Regions from separate parts of the Zea mays genome. Here region 1 is linked to region 2. Evidence: chromatin contacts called from public Hi-C data. All regions are on one chromosome and are shown on one strand. Each heading gives the region's core, a stretch centred on a gene start, on an enhancer-like site or on the middle of the called end of the contact. The rest is flanking DNA. Distances are from core to core; before and after follow the strand shown.

Region 1 (5,773 bases), core at 2,079-4,578, 150 kb after region 2:
GCACGGCTAGTATACCAGTTTTACACTCTGCAGAGGTGGTACCCTTTACCCACAAGTCATGTCACCCGGTTGCCAAGGTGTCTAGAAGTCCCATTCATCTCTACCGAGGAGACGAGGCAGGGTAACACTACGAGGTCTTTACAAAGTTCCACTAGCTTCAGAAAACCCCTACTGCCCTTGCCCCTTTCGGGTAAGGTAGTCCTCCACTAGCTTTCCTCATTAGTCAGCCAAGGGCGTCCCATTCCACCCTTGTGGTGGCACGTGGTTCTCAAGTTAAGTTCCATGTTCCAATTAACATAATGGTCTTATCATAAACAGAAATAGAACAATAATAATAAAGAATGACCATGTGTAATAGTTATCTCAACACCCAAAACCATATATAGCAATAACAAAGACTACCCAAAAGTTCAGGGGTAAACAAGGTGTAAAGATAACCAAACTAGGGTGACCTATTTGGTCCCATCAAAATTAAGCCTATGCATGCCAAAATGATTATGGAGAACATTATTAGGTAAATAAAAGTGGTCAAGGGCACAACTTGCCTTAGGCTTGAGATTCCAGGTACCAGGATGATCTCCAAATTCTCGTGACCTCACTGCTAGTCGTAGCAATACAAACAAACATGGTATAGGCAAAATTAACATCACACCAAACATAAGAACAAACTACATAATAATGTTCTATGTGATGCTATGAGATCGTGGGTTCAAGAATCACTAAATTCGGAGTTACCGTCAAAGAGTTATGATCATATGAAGTTTCAAGTGATAGGTATACAATAAATTGAGTGCCTGGAATAAGTTTACTAGATGAAGAACAATATTAATATGAAATTAATGCAACTGGAATGGATCAATTCGGAGTTAAAATGAATTACTTATGAATTAAACAAGTTTCTGGAATTATTTTCATACTAAAAATCATTTTCTTTATTTAGTTTATAACTAAACCGAGAACTCTGTCTGTAATTTCAATTTCTGAAGAAGCCAGGGGCCACAGCGCTAAAAACAGGACCTATCTGCTATGTTTTAAATAAAGACTAGGATGGCAGGTTGATATATAAAAATCTCGAGGGCTCATATGTTAATACGCCACAATGAAGGGGTATCAACCAAAGGGGCCACGCGATCTGGAATCAACGGACCAGATTAGATCCCACCCTTATGTGAACCGGTACCCTATGATGACCGTACGATTTAACAGTTACAGCCCAGATTTCATCAAGGAACGATCTAATCTAAACCGCCCAATCCCCTCTAAACGGTTTAGATCCTTCATCCAGGGGGGTATTCTCCCATCTAATCTGTAGCGTCCGCTCAGAGATCGACGGTCTACGATGCCTGATGCCAAAACGCAACCCAGATCTAATCCCAGCCGATCAACCCAAATCGAACCGCCCACGCCCGTCTTCCCAAATGGCGGCGGCTCCGAGCGCCCCCACGGTTGCGCTCCCCATCGAGTTCACGATTACAGCCCTCTGGCGGCTTATTCTAAGCGACGAAAGCAGCTACACGAGAAGGGGAGACCAGCAAACCTGTTATGGTCGAACTATGAGCGAGTTGTGACGAGAGGACGGCTATCCCTGTCGATGGGCGGATCCATCATGGGTCATGAAGTTCGGCGAGCAATTGCGCCCACCCCGAAGCTTCCCCATGGATGTCGATGATTTGTATATCTTCTACTCAACCAAGCGATTCCCTAGAGCCCCAAGCTGAGGCCCGAACCGTGGGCAAATGTGGTTCGGCCGGCGGCGGCGGTTGGCTTCCCATGCTTCCACATAGCACCAGTGATGGTGCCAGGCTGAGGCAAGATGAGATGGACGAAGGGCCACAGAGTATGGATTTTATAGGCCGCGGCGGAGTCCGACCTGAGGATCAATATCAGCGGATACCACGGGGTTTGTTACGTGCCACCTCTCGCGTTGGGTGCGGTGTTCGGGTGTGAGGGACGATTATGTAGCGCGGACCCACCAACAAGTGACCGAGTAAGGTTTGGGGAGGCTGGCGCGTGGGCCACAGGGGTTGGCAGCAGCGGCGCGGTGGACTTCTGGGCCGCGCGAAATAGAAAAGGGGGTGGGCTCGACAGTAGATCTAGCCCAACGCAGGTATTGATTCCTTTTCTTTTATTCTTATTTTCTTATTTTGTTATTCCTTTTTCTAATTTCTATTCTTTCTTAATTCAGATTCAAATAAAGTTCAAAAGTCAAACATAATGCTCACTCAAAAATCAATCATGATGGTATAGATATATATTTATTTTAATTAATTTATTTGTTTGGTAGATGTTATTTGAAGTATGAAACACACTCATATTTTTTCTTTCTTTTAAGAAAATAGCATTGGAACGTGGGATAGGAATTAAAAGTTACTTCATAAATAAATATTCATTATCTATTTATTTTAAAAGAAGGTATGGTATACTTTCTATTAAGGGTTACTTGAACATCTGAAACGTATTTATAGTTTAGGAGGAGAATAAATCAATACAATATCTTTCAACTACTTATTTTCTTTCTAAGTTTCAAATTTGATTCTTGTTTCAAAATTTACTTAAATATATTGGACAAACTTTTATAAATTCTAAAGTTAGGATTTTTGGGTGTTACGTCATATTTTGGATCTTCTTGAAGTTTTCAATCCTGTGGGTTGCCTTACGGTAGTAGTGGAGTAATACCATCTAGCAGGAATTTTGTCGTTATGAGAATATGCATCGGAGTGGCCTAGACGAGTTGTCCCTAGAACTCAGCCATCTCGATTCGGCCGTGAACTTCCCGACCACTCCGACGTGGGTCTTCTTGGGCCCACCATTTTTTCTTCATGGAGTCTTCTTCGTCCCCAGAGGTGGTCCGTATAGATGGCCAAAAAGCACGAGGCCTGTGAGCCCGGCACGAAGCCCGCTTTTTGGGCCCGGTCCGAGCCCGGCACGGTAGAATAAGCGGGCAGGTTTGGACAGGAAACTAGGCACGGCGGGCTAGCCCGGCACGGCCCATTTACCTCTAAGCCCGTTAAGCCCGTTTTTTTTACACTAAAACGTGATTACCGGCCTGTTTAGCTCGCTTTTCGGCCTGTTTTTTTCGTGCTAAACGGGCCGGCCCGACCCGTTTAGGCCCGCTGCGGGCCGGGCTTGGACAGAAAATTAAGCCCACTGGCTCAGCAGGCCCGGCCCGGTTTTGGCCGGGCTTCACCGAGCCCGGACCGGGCCGGGCCGGGCGGCCCGTTTGGCCATCTCTAGTGGTCCGAGTCCAAGTCCCCACGACTGTCCGAGTCGGTATGGAGTCTTGAGTCCGAACAGTCGTGGTAGTGGCCGCCACACCATCGGTCCATCGTGTAGATTAGATCTTATTTATTAAAAGCTTCTAATGTCGTAGTCACTAGGCCATGAGATGTTAACCCGAGGTACCCGAGCTTGTTGCCATTGAAATGGAGCGTGCTGAAGAGTGAAGACGATGTTTGTGATTGTCAGGGCGGCAGACACGTGATTAAGGTCGCCAAATAGAATCTCCTGTCGCGGTGCAAAGCTCATTGCTGCCATCATATGTGTGACCACCCCTACATGGCACCAGCTCTTAAGGATATATACTAGAGGTACCTAAGACACTCCAACAAATCGGTGCCGACCTAGCGCTGTCCTAAAACTCTGATGAGTTTCTGGTGCAGGCACCAGAACTACTCAGTTTCACACTCAAATCTGGCAGGGTTAGCCATTAGTATGTAACTCTAGTGTTTTGTTTGATGGTTACGGCGCGTGTAAAAAATAGTGTAGCTTCTCTATCTCATCCCTTTTTAAAATTATACGGACTCAAGTTAATATGCGATGATCATCACATTTAGATCTCCTTTGTAACAAAGAAAAAAAAAGAAATGTTAGGATTAATTTGGTGACAAAGGGATCACGAAGAGATTAGAGGAGAAATGAACTAATTTTCTCCTCAACCCTCACCAATTTCCCTATGATCTCTGATCTACAAATCAGTCCACAGGAAGAATAGGTTGGGCAGAGATGAGAGATAACGGGAAAAAAAATCCCTCTAAAACCGGCTACAGAGAAGCAACACTACAGGATCCTTGTCCATTCCACCAATATTGAAGCGACCGAACAATAATCTTACAAGTATGGGCTAATGTGGTTAGTTGCTGACTTGCTTTAAGATTAGTGGGATGAACATGTTGTCACGGAATCGAAAGAAACCCTATGTAGTCGCTTTTATTTGCATCCAGATACAGCCCCCCCCCCCCCCCCCGCGAGAAAACATGGTTGGACCAACAGTCCAACATGAACACGCAACAACCGGTGCTCCCAAGTGTGCGTCCACTGCAACTTTGCGAGCGACAACGACGTCCATGTGGGTCGCCACCAAACGCCGACAGACACAGAAGCAACGTCGCAATGGGGTCACCACACAAGCTGCGCTGGGGCCTCCATCACGCACGAATCGTTTCGGCTGGCATGGCAACCAGAAAGCCTGAAACGGACGGGGGCACGACGTCCAATGGGGGGTAGAGATTGGATGTGTTGTGGTGTGACTACTTTTCTCCGCAGAAATGCATGAATGAATGATTATATGGCAGCAAGGCCAAGGGGCCGACCAGACACAGGCTGTATACAGGATGATGAACTGACAGCAAAACTCATCACTAGTCTGGAGATGATGGATGTGGTCTAGGCTGCAGGGAAAGGGCGGGGTGACGGACAGCGATGACGAAGCTGGGGATCACCTGTTTTGAAACACATGTCATGTGCGTTTTTACAACCATCAAATCAGAATCAGAAAGAAAAAAAACGAGACACCAACTCTGATCACAAACTGTAAGTGAGATTCTGCAACAGGAGCACTGTAACACTGCGTACGGCATATGGCTGCAGAAGAGGTTTTCTGGGATTTGTCTGCCAGCCAGAGTGATGACTCAAAACTGCAGCTGTATAAAGGGAACAGTTGGACAAGACGACAAGTCATATATGTAGGGGAAGAATTTTAAAGGGAGACAGTAAAATATATTTAGAACGTGTAAGTAAGGGAAGATGGTATGGTTAGAGAGAGCCTAAGCTATCTCCGACAACTTTAACTATTTCACTTCTTATTTTAAACTTCACTTTATAAAATCATAGCTGTAGGTACAAGACTAACGGTTAACCTAGAACGATGCAGGAGATAGGTTCAATGGTCTTTATGTACTTCCTTCAAGCCAGACCACCCGGAGTTTCTCTAAAAGAGTGAGCATACATCCAGTTGACTGATAATGTTATATACTTCACCAAATGATATCGTCAGAGAGTTAAAGAATACAGTGGTCGTTGACAGGTAACATGGAAGTTAAAGCATCTGTTCATTCCCCAGCACCACCACCACCAACACACACACATATACATACACGAGAGAGCCCACAAAGCTAGTATACATGTGAATGAATATGTCTAAAAGAGTAGTAATCAGCAGTCAAAAGGTACATCTGAGTGTGCTGAGTATATTTTTTTCTCCTTTTTTTTGAATAAAGATAAATCTCAAGAGCATTCTTGCGAATACAGGAACATGCATATCCACTTTGTTCCCAGCAGGCAACAAACCAGTCAAGTGCAGACCAATTACAGAATCGATGTCTTCTTTATCTGAAGTGGCTCTAGTTTAGAAGGGGAAGATACTGTGCCTCACTGATTCAGTTCAAGTACTATCAGTCCAGCAGTGACCTGATATATATACTTTATCATGTACATTGCATCGCATGACCCAATAGTTGTGACCGGATAGAAATCATAATTAACTGGCAATTATAGC
Region 2 (5,912 bases), core at 583-3,082:
AACTAAACTTAATCTGTCATATGCATTGCATCGCGGGTGTTATTATCAATTGTGAATCGGTATCTACTTATACTTTTAACTACTAATAAAATTTTGACCAACTTTAAAAGCAATGCTCAGCTTTAACCATCCTCTTCGGTAAGCCTTACACTTCACATGAGCTCCCACCTTTGGTGAGTTCATACACATTATTCCCCATAACTTGTTGAACGATGAACGTATGTGAGCTCACCCTTGTTGTACTCACATTCCCCCCTAGATCAAGGACATGTACCACAGGATGAGGCGCATGAAAGATGCCATGATGAGTTCGTGAGTGGTCTAGGTCGTCGTCTCCCAGTCAACTTTTGTTGCTGGATTGTTGTCTTCGTATGATGTAATTATTTAACTATTTTGTACAGAGCTCCGTTATATATTAATTATGTGACATTCGTTTCTGTACCATGAGTCATCAAATGTGTGAGACTTGATCCTAGCACACTTGGTGATTATTTCGCGCCCAGGTTTTGGACCCCTAAAATCCGGGTGTGACACGGTGCACCACAGAAAGCTGTAGAGCTGCTTTCCAACGGCTATATTCAAGTCAGAGCCTATATACTTCGCCCAACCCACCATGTGAAGGTGTGAGAGCTCAAGTAACACACCAAGGAAGGTTATACACATCTCCAAGTGCTCAAACACCCAAGTGCTTAATAGAATCACTCGGTGATTAGCGCATGTGCTTTGCGAAGTGCTTAGATTAGTTAGACCGCTATTGCGCTTGCTCTAGGTGATCCCTAGTTAGTTGAGTGAGTTTAGAAAAACCCACATAACCTGTCGGCTCTTGCATAAGCCGTTGTAATTGTACCGAGTGGAGCAAGAAACTTGCGAGACCGTATCAACCGCGTTTGTGATACGGCCACCCGCGAGGTTTCGTCTGAAAGCTCATTAGTGAAGACGACGGGGAGCATCTGAGAGGAGCCAGAAGCGGAGCACCACTTGTGCATGGAGAAGGCCCATGACTCTCTACGGAGTTATTCATATGTGATGCTTGGCCCTCACGTGGGCTACCCTTTGCGTAGGGGCACCAGCGAGGCTTAGTCAGGACCTTGCATGGTTCCAGATACCTCGGTAAAAATACTGGCGTCGTCCACGGGATTTTGCTTTCTCTACTAGCTCTTTAATCTTCCGCATTTACTCTCTCTACTTAAGTTGCAATCTTTACTAGTATTAGTGTAGATTATATAGGATTGGAACTTAGGATGCATAACTCCTTTTGTGGTAGAGATAGCAACACATAAAACAAAACATTCGATTTTGGGGTATAAGAAAACTCCTCTAAAATGTACTTAGGTCTAAATAACTTTTAAATAAAGATTTTCTTCCAAAGATATTCCATAAAAAAGAGTAAATATAAAACTTTGTACATATATTATTATTAAAGAACTATTTTTCTTGGAGGAATAAAGTGGAGAAAATTATTACTCTTTTTATGAAGTGTATATAGTTAGAAGTATTTACATAAATGGATAGCATGATAAATAATAAATAAAATAAACCCTTTTTCATTTATGCTGGATTGGGCATTTTAATTTGAAATTAAAATTTGAACTTAGAAACTCAAACTAGAAAATAAAATAGAAAGGTTAAAATAAAAGGAAATGAATAGGAAGAATAGAAAAGATAAACCTGCTATTGGGCTGATATGCACCCATGCGGCCCATTCCTCTTCCCTTTTCCTTCCTGCGCCGGCCACCCATCTATTCTTTTTTCGGCTCGCTGAAACACCGACGTGCAGGGCCTGCTCCCCAGCCTCCCGTGTTCACATGCGCTAGGTGGGTATGTCACTTGTGTGTGGGGCCGCTAGACAGATCCATCCCCTTCGTTATCCCAACAAACCTAGCGCTGGGCGCGCTGCCGGCCGGAGTCTGTTGTGATCGGCGTGATTCTTGTAACCAACTGGGTGGCCAGCTAGGCACCAGCCGGTCAGCCCGTGCACCTGCTCTAGGTATAAACTAGTAACTTGGGCGCGTCTTACGCGCCTAGGAAACACAATTTATAAATCCATTTTGTAATGTAAGTGATAAAAAGATATTATATTTTGTTGTCAATATACTCATTCTTTTTCAGTAGTGCCGCAAGGGTTAGATGACTCTAGATGAAAAGAATATTTGAGTACTAAATTTAAATATTTCAGTCTAAAGTTTACATACAAAATGGAAAAGCGCATAATAGTGAAGGGGTGCTTTCATTAATAGTAAAACATGGGATAATACTATAATAGGCACCTTGAGGGATGAATTTTAGAAAATGAAATAGGTCGATTCAATGGCTTCTTGAGTGCCGATAAAAATAGTGATATCATACTTTGACATTTCAGACCAAAGTTCACATACAAAATTTGAAAAGATAACATGAGAGTACATTCCCTTTGCTTACAAAACCATCCTTAAATAAATAGGTATAATATGCCTAGCGTGGGGTATATATGACCATATAGCAAAGAAAATAAGTCAATATAGATATAAATCAATGAGCAACGTATCAAATTTTGGAGGGGGAGAGAGCGATTATTGTGTTAATTAATCATACATGGTATCCTCAATGGCACATTTAATTTTGTAGAAACGATCTACCCGACGTCGTCGCACAGTTCGCTATGGACGTATTAGCAACATTCATTTAGTGATTTAGAATTAAGTAGGTAGGTGGTGCAAAGCAAGGACCATTAGATTGGAGAAACAAACTGTTCGCTAAATACGAAGAAGCTACTGACGCACATCGATACATTCTCAAACAGGCCAGCTGCGTCTACGAATGCCTTTCCGTTCCGGCAATTCGTCAAGCACCTCGGTGATGTGGCGTGGTCAAGCTCAAGTAGCAGCACGAACAGGTCCACACTGCTACCCTAGCTGCCTCACACGCACCTTCAGTTTCAGTTGCACATATACAGAGGATGTAGGTGGGAGGAGAGGGGAGGGGAGAAGATGGAGCGTGTCCATCACCTCGTACAGTCTCACTACCGGCGTCTGCCCCACGTGCCTTCCCATCTCTCTGGCACACGTCGTCATTGTTCACCACGTGGAAATCGCCCAGGCCTAGGGCAAAAGGGGGAAGGAGCACCATGACACGACCTCTTCTGGGCCCAGCGTGAGTTATTGCCCTCGGCTGCAGCCACCATGACCATCTCCGTGTCGGCGAGCCAGGACAACAACTCCTTCGACCTCGAATTTGTGGTGCCCGGCGACGAGAGTGCCGGTCCAACGCCGAAGAGGATTGCGTGGAGCGCCCGGGGCAGCCAACGTTGTGGCCATGGATGCGTCGGCAGTGGAGGCCAAGGCTGGAGTGTTGCCACCGACGTCGCTGTTCCGCTCGGCCACCAGGTTCTGCGTCTCGCTTCTCAAGCTGATGAATCCCAAGACCTCAGTAGCGGCCGAGGCCGGGGCTACGCAAGCGCCGAGGTAGGTAGCGGCGGCGAGCCGGTTCCGTGTAAATTTGCGTGTGGAGGTAGTGACCTGCGGTCGCGTCGTTTTACAGTTGTGGAATATTCTAGAGCGAGAACCTGCAGGTCGGTTCTCTTCCGTGGAGATGGGATCGTATGGCTGATAGAAATAATGACGACGTGGACATGCTGTGAACGCTTATTTGCTCCCAGCTTTAATATATAGAAAAATCTCATAGCCCTACACCCTCAAGCCATCCAACGCCCCCACGTCATCACCATCGTCGTTAGAAGAGAGAGAGTCGGGTAGCCGCCGCTCGCCGTGGGAAGCCACCCATCTCCCTTCGTTCTCTGCTTGACGTAGGACATGTTGGAGTTTGGATCCGGGTGCATGATGCCGACTCGATGCCCTAGCCAAGTCGACCATGTCATCTGCCTGGGGGTATGCGCCGCCATGGCTCGGCGGTGGGGAGGAAGATGGTCCCCGGACCGTTGCATCCTAGGTAGACGATCGCGATTAGAAATAAAATATCAGGTTGGTTTTCAGCGAATCTACATCGTAGATAGAGCGGGTTGCGGTTCGGATCAAAACGCGAACACATTAAATTCTGAGTCGTTGGTCTGGTAGTGAGCAGTCAAGATCACGCTCACGGCATCGCATACCCCTTCGCTCAATCTAATCTGAGCCATGGAACTAGATCGAATGGTGGATATAAGTCGATACCTCTTCAGGACCGGGCACTTTGCATAAGAGATCCTGTACTTTATAGGAAACAACCCGTGGTCCTAGACAACTCTAGAACCATCACAACTAAGCCCTATTTTTTTATCAATTTAGCCCCTGCGCTTCTCAGGATTTCAACCCATAGTCCATAGCACCGTTTAGATATAAAATCAAACCAAGAAAAGTGATTTCAAGTATAAAACTTAATCAATAATCTTAGGAAAAACATATCTCCCAAATTATAGCTTTGATTTAACCCGTTCAACTTGCTCTAGCCTCATAAAGATATAACCTACACTTTAGTAAACTATCTTTACCATGTATCATGTCTTCAAAAATAAATATTTATTTAACCCATGTTTATTAAAGTAACTCATCTAATCTAAGTTAATGTAGCATGGTAATTCAGGACCATCTATAACTTTACTAAAATGTGATATATAATCAAGTTATAACTTAGACTAATATTGAATTGGCTATTTCTTTGGAATATTTTCTCACTTGATTTATATTAATCAACGTAGAATATAATTTTATTGTTTAATCACCTAAAACTTCTGAAAATTGTATCTTTTAAACCATAACCCTGATTCTAGTGATTCTTTTAGCAGTGCGTAGAATATTCTTACGTTGTTTGTTCTCATGTTTGGTGTACTGTTATTTTTATGTACTTCTTGTTTATTTGTATGTATGCTACGAATAGCAGTGAGGTCACGGGAAATCTGAAGACAAGCTTGGAGAAGTACCTGTGATCTCAAGTCTAAGGAAAGTTGTGCCCTTGATCACTCTTCTTTACCTAATAATGTTCATGTTAATCACTATGACATGCTCAGGTTAATTTGATGGGACCTAATAGGTTTCCCTAGTATTGCTTATCCCATAGCTTGCAAACAAATGAACTATTGGGTAGATTTGCTATTGTTTTACCTGGTTTTGGGAAATTAATTATATATATGATCATGTTCTAATAATATTGTTGGTTTATTTATTGTTCATGATAAGATTATTGTATTAATTGGAACATGGAGAACCACCCGGGAAAACAGTGCTACCACAAGGGTGGAATGGGACGCCCTTCACCAAGTAATTAGGAAAGCTAGAGAGAGATTACCTTACCCGAAAGGGGCAAGCGGGGAGGCGTCGCTATAGAGTATAGGGAGGTCCTCAGGTCGAACTATTGCGATGGCATTTCGGATGAGAGATTCCTATGCTTCCTTCTTCCTAAATCCGTAGTGGATTTTCTTGAACTAGTGGAACTTTGGAAAGGCCTCATAGTGCTACCATGCCTTGTCTCCTCGGTAGAGATGTATGGGATTCACGACCCCGTGACAAATGGGTAACACGATTTATGGGTAAAGATACACAACCTCTGCAGAGTGTAAAACTGGTATATCAGCCGTGCTCACGGTCATGAGCGACTTGGACACTCACATGATTAACTTATGGAATTAAACTTACTTTGTCATATGCATTGCATTGTGGGTGTTATTATTAATTATGATATCTTATTTATTTGGATTGGTATCTACTTACCCTTAGTAACTGCTAATAAAATTTTGGCCAACTCTAAAAGCAATGCTCAGCTTTAACCATCTCTTTTGGTAAGCCTTACACTTCACATGAGCCCCACTTTAAGTGAGTGAAAGGGAAATAGGGTTAACCTTTTCCCACAATTAATTTTGGTGGTTAAATGTCCAACACAAACAAATGGACTAACTAAGTTTGCTCTAGAATACATGTTCTACAGGTGCATAAAGGTTCAACACA

The links. A called contact is a pair of places that touch in the nucleus more often than the background predicts.
Region 1: a Hi-C map of bundle sheath shows a contact between it and region 2, with 3 times the contacts expected there. The contact joins two enhancer-like sites. A contact is called at or near these places in 5 of 25 Hi-C or Micro-C datasets (bundle sheath, ear, endosperm and 2 more).

What each region holds. Positions count from the first base shown.
Region 1 is chr7:106,468,808-106,474,580 of Zm-B73-REFERENCE-NAM-5.0, forward strand. No RefSeq gene overlaps it. Among protein-coding and RNA genes, the nearest start is that of LOC103632671, 4.2 kb to the right of the region's middle. Within about 2 kb of position 3,329, at least 8 of the 20 cell types and tissues checked have an H3K27ac peak or open chromatin away from gene starts, as enhancers often do. A contact at or near this core is called in bundle sheath and leaf, where this site is marked.
Region 2 is chr7:106,324,354-106,330,265 of Zm-B73-REFERENCE-NAM-5.0, forward strand. No RefSeq gene overlaps it. Among protein-coding and RNA genes, the nearest start is that of LOC100383281, 53 kb to the right of the region's middle. Within about 2 kb of position 1,833, at least 19 of the 20 cell types and tissues checked have an H3K27ac peak or open chromatin away from gene starts, as enhancers often do. A contact at or near this core is called in bundle sheath and leaf, where this site is marked.